Regions from separate parts of the Mus musculus genome. Here all the other regions are linked to region 3. The links are chromatin contacts, called in public promoter capture Hi-C maps. All regions are on one chromosome and are shown on one strand. The core of a region is the stretch at or near the end of the contact, and the rest is flanking DNA. Distances in the headings are between cores, read along the strand shown. Region 1 holds the start of Fundc2 (FUN14 domain containing 2). Region 2 holds the start of Cetn2 (centrin 2). Region 3 holds the start of Slc10a3 (solute carrier family 10 (sodium/bile acid cotransporter family), member 3).

Region 1 (3,501 bases), core at 503-3,002, 1.0 Mb after region 3:
TGAAAAAGGAAAGAGCCAACATCCACCAACTGAAGAATGGATAATGAAAATGTGGTACATTCACACAATGGAATATTTATTACTCAGCTGTAAAGAAAAATGAAATTAAATTTGCAGGTAAATGGATAGAGCTGGAAATAATCATTCTCCATAAGGTAACCTAGACCCAGAAAAACAAATGCCTCAGATTCTCTCTCACATGTGAATGCTAACTCTGAATCTTTAGATATCTGTCTTAAATTGGAGTATCCATAGAGATCAGGAAACTAGCAAGGGGCCAACAAGGGAAGGCAGATTTCAAGGGAAATGGGATATACTGCAGTTGATATGAAAAGGGAACAGGAGAAGTTGAAGGGTTACGTGGGGTAAGGATAGGAGGGCAGGAGAGAGAAGTGAGTATGGGTAGTGATTATTAACACTAAAGATACTTGAAAAAAATATGAAAACCTACTACTGTAGAAGCTTTTTAAATAAAATATACATGTATACATATATAAGAATTTAAATGGAGTTACCCCTACATCAGGATGACAATGTCCCTACTAAACACTGCAGGGTAACAAATATAAAGCCCAGTGCCAGGAATGGGTCACCTCTTTTGGAGTTTGTTGGCTCCATAAACCCCCAAACATTATAAGGTACTGCCAATTTTTTGGCAATCTACAGAACTTCATGGTTAAGATCGTATTGCTGATGACACAACATAGTTGAGTCATAAAACATGGGGAAATCAAGCTGGCACTGACAAGATTTCACAGTGCTGGAAGGTTACATGTGTGCTATTTGGGGTGACAAGTTATTGACAGTCTTACAAAGCATCTAAGAACCCTGTGAGGTACTATATAATGACTGATATGTCAAAATAGCCTCATTGCTATGGTAGTGGCATAAATATAGTAGGAGTAACTAATCACTTCATGTTTGTATTTAAGGCCCACTCCACAGGATAGAACCGATACCTGTTAGAAAGCCAAAACCCCATGGCTGCCTAAGTCATAGGGAAGAACTGCTTTCCTAAATGGACACAAAAATAAACTGTCTCCTCCCAATTTTTTTTACTATTATACCGATAAAATAGGGGATCTTTCACTCCTCATCTAAGAATCTTCTTTTTTCTAATAGACTCACAACTAGTATATGTACAGAGGATAAGAGGCAATAAAGTGCTCAATTCTAATTGAGATATTTGTATCACTCCCCTCTCCAGTCCCAAGGGATCGGAAGTCCTGTTTGGCCTCAGGTACTGCGTACACGTGCTGTACTCAAACACATGCAAATACTCATATACACAAAGTTAAAAAAAAAACTTTAAAGCGGAAGAAGCAGCAGTCATAATACAAGTGTACATTATTAAGTGGTTGGAATGCTTTTAAAAAGTGTAAGATGTGTTTTCCTGAACTTAAACAGCCTTGAAATTAATGTCAGAATTAACATAAGTTCATTGTTTACATAAATATGCAAAATCTAAAATAAATTAAAAAAAATAAAGGTGAGATAAACTCTGTCACCACCAAGGCAGAGAAGCTTTCTGCACACGTAGCAAGCATTCATTCCTCTGCGCAAGTGTGGGGCTGCAGCTGAGGTGGTTGTAGCAGCTGCTCCAGGACAGGAAAGATGTCTAATGGGACCAGGCCCCGCTGTCTCCGACTGCCAAGGGACTGGAAATATCTGCCCCCCCACCCCCTGCCGGAAGCCAGCTGCGGATGACTAACGCCTGTTCCTGGTCTCGTGGTCTGAAGCTGTGTCATCGCGATACTAGGGTCCCCCCCCCCCCCGCGCCCCCGAAATGGCCGCTAACAGTCAAGGTAAAGGCGGGAGCACGCGCGCAAGGGCCAGGGGTGGAATCACCTTTGTCGCTTAGAGTGAAGTACTGCTGGTTGCATGCTGAGTCGCTTGCTGGGTTCCTCCCTCCCCAGGGAGCTTCAATAGCACCTGGATAGGGCAGCGCGGAGACTTTTCTGGCGGGTGTTCTGGGATCTGGCCAAGGTCATACTTAAGCTGGCTTTTGAGTTACCCAGGGATGTTATCTCTGCCTAGCTCTTCTAGCCTTTCAGTGCCGCCCCTACCGAGGTGTCCCTAGGGAGATCCAGTTACTGTTCTCAGAAGCGATCTGGCTCCCTGACAGGAGTGTTTTTGTCTCTTACTGCCTCTCAAACACCTACAGTCCTCATTTTCATTGGTACTTTCCTAATTGATTGTTTTGAAAACAGTAGGAGATATAGTCGGCCCACTCAAAATAAAATCCCAGTGGAGCACTTTTTTTCTTTCTTTTTGTCCGTTTTCTTTTCTTTTCTTTAGTTACGTTAAGTCAGTCAATTCATTAAGCTCACAGTCATTACACTTGATGCAATTGCTGAGCAGAATACCTAGAAATTTCTGAGAAATCTTGTCTTACATAATTGTAGTGCTTACAATAATTATCGTTGTTTTCCTGGGCCTATAGACAAGGCTTGTAAATGTTGTTTACCAGTGTTTAATGAGCGGACTCTAATTGTTATCCATCCCATCTCACCCACCATCAACAGATAATTTGGTGTAGTCCAGTCTGGCCTCAAACTCAGCTATCCTTGTGTTTCAGCCTCTAGAGTGCGTGGAACTATACCCAACTAAATCCCACTTTTGACTAGAGCCATACGTTGAATGTATTGTATATGGTTTTTAAATATATATATATGAATATCTAGTGCTTCTAACACTATTGAAAGGACTTGCTTTGTACTGTGGAGTTACCTGAGTACCTTGATAGGAAAATGATATAATAGTATATGTAAATGTATTTCTATACTTCTTATTCAACTAATTTTGTGTATACTTAGGTCAATTCAACATCCTCTCTCTCTCTCTCTCTCTCTCTCTCTCTCTCTCTCTCTCTCTGTTTTTTGAGACAGGGTTTCTTTGTGTAGCCCTGTCTGTCCTGGAACTCAATCTATAGACCAGGCTGGCCTCAAACTAAGAAATCCGCCTGCCTCTGCCGGGCATGCACCACCACTGCCTGGCTTTTTCTTCTTCTTTTTTTTTTTATTAGATATTTTCTTTATTTACATTTAAAATGTTATCCCCTTTCCTGGTTTCCCCTCTGAAAACCCCCTATCCCATCCCCCCTTCCCCTGCTCACCAACCCACCCACTCTCTCTTCCTGGTCCTGGCATTCCCCTACACTGGGGCATCTAGCCCTCACAGGACCAAGGGCCTCTCCTCTCATTGATGACAGACAAGGCCATCCTCTGCTACATATGCAGCTGGAGCCATGTCCCTCCATGTGTACTCTTTGGTTGGTGGTTTAGTCCCTGGGAGTACTGGTTGGTTCATATTGTTGTTCCTCCTATGGGCCTGCAAGCTCCTTCAGCTCCTTCGGTCCTTTCTCTAGCTCTTCCATTGGGGGATCCTGTGCTCAGTCCAATATTTGGTCAAGAGCATCCACCTCTGTATTTGTCAGGCACTGGCAGAGCCTCTCAGGAGACAGTTATATCAGGCTCCTGTCAGCAAGCACTTTTTGGCATC
Region 2 (3,788 bases), core at 437-2,936, 1.5 Mb before region 3:
GTAACAAAGAAAAGGATGTGTGCAGCTTACCTTCAGTTCTTTGATGTCTATAGTTCCAGTTCCATCAGCATCAAAGAGATCAAAAGCTTCCCGGATTTCCTGTTTCTGGTCTTCAGTAAGTTCAGGCTTAGGACTCATCCTTTTTCTCTGGGCACTGGATGCCATGGTTGTCTTCTTAAAATTAGAGGCCTTCACACAATATATAAACACAGAAGCACATTATTACAAGCCATAGTCCTTGTTTTATTTATGACAGCTCTAAACATACATATCTTTTTCAATGAGGTGTGCCATCGTTTGTAATGTACTTATGTCATTACGTAAACTTCCATGGGCCAGTGAGAATTCTTGCTGCCAAGCTTGATAACCTAAGTGGGAACCAGGACCCAGGCTTCAGTTGTCGTTGTCAAAGATGAAAAGGGAAACGATGCTTACATGGTAAAAGGAGAGAACTAACTCTTCCAAATTATTCTCTGACCGCCACACTCAGGCTAAAATGTGCTTCTCCACCAAGGAATAATAAGTGTAAAAACTAAAATAAAATTAACCCCAACTCTAAATGACAAATAGCACAAACCTCTGTGAAGAAAAAACTTTCTCTCAACTTAAAACTATTTCAATTTATATATGTCAGTTTTTACTAAGTTATAAAAAAAGAAATTGGCAATAATGAGGTTATTTTCTAATATAACTGTAAATTTGTCTTAATGTGATGTCTCATATGACTAAATTCAACTATATTTCATTGGGGAGCCACCAAATAGAAGAGAGTTTTTGTTTTAAAATAGTATATTACCATTTTCCTCCTTGTTCTTGTATAGATCAACATAGAGCAAGTGAATATATGAATATGAATTTCTAGTGTTAACATAGCCTTCATGAGAAGACATAACTCTGACCTCCACTGTCTTAAAGTTTATACTACAGAAAGTTCATGCAATTGTACCATTAATCCATGTGTCACTTTAGGAGATTCAATTTCAGTCATTTTTAAATCTAAAAAAGCATCATCAAAAGCTCTTTGAGAAACCAATTACAGTTATGGATGATCAACTGTATATGATTTCCGTACTCTCGGTTTTAGAAATGTACTTAAAACATCTACTTGTGGTGCCAGTTCCCAAGAACTCTGCTCCTCCAATTACTTATGCCTAAATTTGGCTAAATGTAAACTTACTAAGATAAAAATTATGCCGGTACAAAGTGATAAAAATCAAACCATTTGCACCTGCGTGCTTTCTCACAGCCTCTCCTGAAAGCGTTTGCGACCATCAGAACACAGTAAACCTCTTAGCACCAATGCATAAACTTTAACTGGGTGGCCGCGGCCAGGAGGCCTGAGTTTGACTGAGGCGGAAGTCTAAGGGAAGCAATAGAATGGTCACCCTGCTGTTTCCTGAAAGCCAGCGGAGGTCCAGAGGCAGTTTGTGCGGGGGTGGCTGAAGGTGACTTGGGCGAGGAGGGGGTAGTGGGAAAGAGCAGGCAAGGCAAGCTGCTGGCGGCTGTACTTTCTCTTCTACCCTTCCGGCACACAGCTCCAAGGAAGAACTAGTGCGTCAACGCCAAGAACCGTGCAAGAAAGGTAGCAAGGCTGCACCGAGGCCTAGGAAAGGACCGGGGACGCCGCGTGGGGTCCACCGAATCCCTAGCACTTACCATCACCCAACGGACTCTGCCACCGGTTGTTAAGGCAACGGCGTACTCGCAGCCTCAGCGGCGTTCCCACTGCTCCACGCGCGCACAGCCCGCTTCCCATTGGTTTGGGAACGAAGAGGTGGGGCTAACCTGGCAAAACTCGCCCAAGAGCAAGAGGGCGGTGCGTCGGCAGCCAAAGACTAGCCTCATTGGGCAAAATCATGCTGTGAGCGTCAATTGGTTGCGCCAGAGCCAAGCTAGACCAATCAACATTATGAAGGAAGCTCTGCTGATTGTGGGCTCATATCTATCAGTAGAAAAGGGTGGCGGGTGTTCAGCCAGACTTCTCTGGTTGCCGGTTGTCTGCAAGCTGAGGTCGATCATTTGAGTGTCTAAACCGGGTAAGAGTTGCGGGCTTGCCCTTAGAGGCTGCTGCGTGTGGGTGACAGAGCCTGGAGGAAGTAGGAGGGAATGGGTGGGACCCATTTTAAAACCGAGTTGGGGGACACAGAACATCTGAGGGGCCAGCAAGATATGACCAAATGGTTTGGAGGGGTGACTGTGCCAGGAGAAGCTGAGACCTCGAAACTGGAGTGGGCATGCTGAGTATTGTGTCAGTGGTTCACAGGGCTGGGGCTTAGAAACCCAATCCACATGAGGCTTTGTCTTTACATTAGCTCTACAAGAGTCACTTTAGCTCTCAGGGGAATGGGCTGGGGACTTTTAGATCTTCAAAACTCATCAAAATGTGTCCTGTTAGACGTACAGACACTCAAGTCACATGGGAAGGAGCATTCCTGAATGAGACTCCCTTGAAAGCAAAGCCACAGGAGTTTTGGAAGTATGGAATGTAAAGAGAATTAAAGGGCAAAGTGCACAACGGGTTGGGGCTACCTGGAGCTGTGCCAGGAGTAATGAAGGCCCAGGGTCGAACACAGATTCTATGTTCTACGTCCCTCAAAGCAAAGAAAATCAGTTTAGGGACTTTAAGGGCACAGTATCAGTCTCTCAAACTGAGAAAGGCCTGAGACTTAACAGCTCCCCATAAATGTAATATAGGCCCTTTGCCCTCTTTCCTTTAAGCCAGGAACCGGCTTCAAAACTTTTGTGTCTTGTTTGGCTCCTTTGTTCACTGCAGCAACAATCCCCCATATCCAGCCTCTGAGTTCTCACAGTTCCGTCCTTGAATTGTCCTCTGTTTTCTCTGTTCCTCCTCAGCCCTTCCTCAGCAGTATGAGCTGGAGTTCTCACCATAATCTGCAAAGCCTGCCATGAAATTCCTCCTTCTCCCATCACACCCACACTGTTCCCCCTCTGGCTCACTCTCACCCAGGGCACTATTTTTGCGGCTGATACATTCCTTCACTGACCTTACCCAGTCCCATGAACTTTTTAAAATTTTTTAGTATTTTGATTAATTCTTTGAGAAAATTTCACAGGTAGATATAATTTTTTTGTTTTGAGATAGGGTCTCACTCTGTAATTCTGGCTGACCTGGCACTCACTATGTAAACCAGGATGCCCTCAAACTTCACAGGGATCCATCTGCCACTGCCTCCTGAGTGCTTAGATTAAAGGTATGCACCAGCAAGCCTAGTATTGGTCTTCAGCTATTGTCACCTTCTCTGTAAAGGTAATCACTCTCTTTACTTTGTACCTGGGCCCCTCATATTGCTCCATATTTTTATAGTAGCACTTGTCACCTCCTAAGCCACTGTAAAGTTAACCTTTTTTCTTTGTTGTCTCCACTAGAAGGTAGGCACAGGAGGACAGGAATCATATTTGTGTTCACCAGTACCTGGAAAAGGAAAGACTACATGTTCAGTGTTCAGTGAACCTTAGTCTATCAGGTAGTCCATAAGTATCCCTTAGTTTTTCATAATTCACCCCTCTGCCAACATATGCTTATACTCTTACAGTGAACATCTCTGGTTTCATCAGTCCCCTTTGGGGTGGCAGCCCAGCAGGCTAGAAAGGACAAATAAATTTCTTCCTGGGTTATGCGCTAATTCTGTGACCCTAGCCAAGTTCTTTGACCTGTCTGAGTATAATTTTGCTTTGTTCTTATGTTCTTGCAACTTATCACGGTTACTAGGACATGTTCTTCCCACCCTTGGATGTGATCTATCTTTTAAGACTCTCACATCCTCTCT
Region 3 (3,785 bases), core at 535-3,034:
ATGAGAACAAAGGGTGCTGATTGGGCCAGATCCAGGTCTTTAAAGAATAGAATAAGGGTGTCTAAGTGCCATTTGCCAGCTACAAAGTTTTAACAAAGTGATATGTGCAGTAAGTGAGTTCCAGAACCAAAGGCTGCTACTGACAAGCTGTGGCTACATGTCTTGTTTCATTTGCCCTATAGTTATGAGATGGAAGTCCTGTGAGACACACACCCCTGCTTCTCAGGGAAGCTATAGTGGGACTTCAGTAGGAATACAGTGAGGATACAATAGGTATCCACTGAGCAACCTTGTCTTTTTGTTTTTGTTTTGAGACAGGGTTTCTCTGTATAGCCCTGGCTGTCCTGGAACTCACTTTGTAGACCAGGCTGGCCTCGAACTCAGAAATCCGCCTGCCTCTGCCTCCTGAGTGCTGGGATTAAAGGCGTGCGCCACCACGCCTGGCCATGAGCAAGCAAACTTCTCTTGTCAGAGCTCCCTGGTCTCAGAATTTGAGCTCTTATATCTGTTGCTACATCTGAGAGTCTCTGCTTAGAGTCTTCTCAATGTATTACCCTATCAGAGTCTTTTTGTTTGAGACAGGGTCTTGTGTGTGTAGTCCTGTTGGCCTGCAATTCACATGTAAACTAGGCTGGCCTTAAATTCTCAGAGATCTTCCTGCCTCTATGTCTTATGTGCTGTAATTAAAGGTGTAGGCTACCACATTCAGTCCTGTTGTTGTTGCTGCTGCTGCTGGTGAGACAGGTCTTCACTGTGTAGTCTTAGCTAACCTGGAATTCACCATGAAGACCAGGCTGGAACTCAGATCCACCTGCCCCCCAAGTGCTGGGATAAAGGTGTGCACGACCTACCAGAGTTTTAAACTTACAGTGAACCTCAGTATTTCTAAGGGTAGAGTAACATGGGGCGAAAGGAGAGGTCTGCCTCCTTCCCTTTCTCAACTGGATAGTCAACACCTTTGTATTATCATCTGCTAGAACTGGGGCAACTTGATGGCAGTGGATATAGCAGGTTTTACATTATGCTGATTTTGAGTATGGGTCACTTACCCTGGGGGCCCTGGTCCAGCCTTGAATCTCGCTGATGAAGAGGGAGGCAGGAAAACCAGAGTAAGGTAACTAGTCAAGTAGAGAGAAAAGATGTAGGCATCAGAGTAGTGTGAGCCAGTTAAGGGAAAGACTAAGGACCATCCACCCATAACCCCATCCTACCAGCAGGACTAGTGGACCATAGTAGATCACTGCAAGAGGGATTTGGTCCCTATCCTACACTTCTGCTGATAGTGGAGCTGAAAGAGTTAGAGTAAACACACTCCAAGGCTGAGTGAGGAAGCAATACCATCCGGAAGTTTTTTTTTGTTTTTTGTTTTTGTTTTTTCACAGCAGCAAAGTATAGGGGCTGAAGAATAACTGGCAATGATGACCAGGTCTCCTCCGCACCTGACAGTTCAGGGTCTGTCAGGTGGCTAGAGAAGTTAGGAAGGGCTTACAACCCCCACGGGCAGTCTTGGGTTCTGAAGAGCCTCCACGTCACAACCGCACCCGCAAGACCTTTCGCTGGGTCTGGCCAGAGCTGGTGACCACGGACTGCGGACGGAGCCACAAGTCACCTCCCATCCTCACCTACCTGGTCGAAATCTCTCACTTGCTTCCGCGGCCACAGAGCTCCTCACAAGTAGTGGCCCGGGCCGGCAAACGCCGGCAAGTGAGGCCCGTCCTGCCCGGGCCTCGTCCCGCCCCCACAGGCTCCGCCCCACCAAGGTTCCATCCGCGTGCTAGGACTCCGCCCTCTCACAAAAGCACTCGCCCCTGGCGGGCTTGTGTCAGGTTCCCAACGGATGTGACGTTTCTGGAAGCGACGAGCTGGCCCTACCACGTGAGACCTGACTGCCTAAGTCACTGGTATTGGCATGTGGGGCAATAAGTACATTCTTGTGTGGTTACCTCCTCAGATAAAAGTGGGTGATGGGAAGATGATGTCAGAGGACATTAAACTGATACTAAATTAAAGGTCATGTGGTGATTGAAGTGATGGCTCAGTGAGTGTTTACTACCTTTTCAGGACTCTGGTTCAACTTCACATTATCTACTTAGCAGCTTGCAGCCGCCTGTAACTACAGTTCAGGAGCTTTGATACCCTCTTCTTGCCTCTGCCCATACTGGATGCATATGGTGCACATACAAACATACAGCCAAACATATGCATGTCATTTTTTAAAAGGTGACTTGTATCCAGGTAGTTCTGTTATTGCCGTATCTGCTTCTCTCTCCCCCCCCCCCTTTCTTTTTCTTTTTCCTTTTTTTCCGAGACAGTTTTTCTCTGAATATCCCTGGCTGTCCTGGAACTCACTCAGTAGACCAGGGTGGCCTCGAATTCAGAAATCCACCTGCCTCTGCCTCTCAAGTGCTGGGATTAAAGGCATGGACCACCACTGGCCAGCTTGCTTCTCTTTTTTGAGGTGTACAAAATAAACTTGTTTATCTTATTGTTTTGATCTCTTTCTTTCTTCCTTTTCCTTTTTTTTTTTTTCGAGACAGGGTTTCTCTGTGTAGCCCTGGCTGTCCTGGAACTCACTTTGTAGACCAGGCTGGCCTCGAACTCAGAAATCTGCCTGCCTCTGCCTCCTGAGTGCTGGGATTAAAGGCGTGTGCCACCACGCCGGGCTCTTTCTTTCTTTTTAATGAGCCTTGGAGACAGAAGCAGGCAAATTGCTGAGGTCAAGACTAGGTAGGTCTACTGAGAGAGTTCCAGGCCAGCTGTCCAGGGCCACACAGAGAAATTCTGTCTTTAAAAATCTATAATGAGGCTTCTGCGATGGCTCAGTTGATAAAAGCACTTGAGGCCTCTCAACACTACATGTTCAATGGAGGGAAAGAACTGACTCCTAGAAGTTGTCCTCTGACCTACATGAGTACTCATACACAAACTATAAATACACATTTTTTTTTGGTTTGGTTTTTTTGAGACAGGGTTTCTCTGTGTAGTCCTGGCTGTCGCAGAACTCACTCTGTAGACCAGGCTCGAACTCAGAAATCCACCTGCCTCTGCCTCCCAAGTGCTAGGATTAAAGGTGCGTGCCACCACTGCCAGGCTCATACACAATTTTTAAAAAAGGGTCGTTGTTCCCAAAGTTACTGGGGAAACTAGAATAAATGAGTATTGCTTTAAAATGAACCTTTTCTCAGCTATGCTAGCACTTCAAAGGCTGAGACAGGAGAATTGGATTTTTTTTTTCTCCCTGAGACAGGGTTTCTCTAAGTAGCCCTGGTTGTCCTGGAACTCACTCTGCTGACTAGGCTGGCCTCGAACTCAGAGATCTGCCTGATTTGCTTCTGAGTGCTGAGATTAACATGGTGCACCATCACCTGGCAGGAGGATTGGCTATTTAAGGCCAGTTTAGCTGGGCGTGGTGGTGCACGCCTTTAATCCCAGCACTTGGGAGGCAGAGGCAGGCGGATTTCTGAGTTTGAGGCCAGCCTGGTCTACAGAGTGAGTTCCAGGACAGCCAGGGTTACACAGAGAAACCCTGTCTCGAAAAACCAAAGAGAGAGAGAGAGAGAGAGAGAGAGAGAGAGAGAGAGAAGAGAGAAGAGAGAAGAGAGAAGAGAGAGAGAGAAGAGAGAAGAGAGAAGAGAGAAGAGAGAAGAGAGAGAGAGAGAAGAGAGAAGAGAGAGAGAGAGAGAGAGAAGAGAGAAGAGAGAAGAGAGAAGAGAGAAGAGAGAAGAGAGAAGAGAGAAGAGAGAGAGGAGAGAGAGAGAGGAGTTTTAGGATTTTTTTCCCTCCAT

Evidence for each region. Promoter capture Hi-C pulls out the DNA fragments that hold promoters and counts their contacts.
Region 1: a promoter capture Hi-C map of liver shows a contact between it and region 3, with 3 times the contacts expected there. The contact joins the promoter of Fundc2 here to the promoter of Slc10a3 in region 3. A contact is called at or near these places in 2 of 39 promoter capture datasets (erythroid cells and liver).
Region 2: a contact with region 3 is called in a promoter capture Hi-C map of pre-B cells, with 2.9 times the contacts expected there. The contact joins the promoter of Cetn2 here to the promoter of Slc10a3 in region 3. A contact is called at or near these places in 2 of 39 promoter capture datasets (erythroid cells and pre-B cells) and 1 of 9 other capture datasets (adipose tissue).

What each region holds. Positions count from the first base shown.
Region 1 is chrX:75,380,647-75,384,147 of GRCm38.p6, forward strand. Fundc2 (FUN14 domain containing 2) reads left to right here and starts at 1,753. Exons shown (of 5, transcript NM_026126.4): 1 at 1,753-1,805. The coding sequence starts at 1,787. It also overlaps a transcript of F8 not described here.
Region 2 is chrX:72,916,658-72,920,445 of GRCm38.p6, forward strand. Cetn2 (centrin 2) reads right to left here and starts at 1,687. Exons shown (of 5, transcript NM_019405.6): 1 at 1,657-1,687; 2 at 31-189. The coding sequence starts at 1,659. Nsdhl (NAD(P) dependent steroid dehydrogenase-like) reads left to right here and starts at 1,864. Exons shown (of 8, transcript NM_010941.3): 1 at 1,864-2,036.
Region 3 is chrX:74,371,565-74,375,349 of GRCm38.p6, forward strand. It overlaps Slc10a3 (solute carrier family 10 (sodium/bile acid cotransporter family), member 3), which reads right to left and starts at 1,785. Exons shown (of 3, transcript NM_145406.2): 1 at 1,627-1,785; 2 at 1,050-1,118. Gm44504 (predicted readthrough transcript (NMD candidate), 44504) reads right to left here and starts at 1,785. Exons shown (of 6, transcript NR_103489.1): 1 at 1,627-1,785; 2 at 1,050-1,118.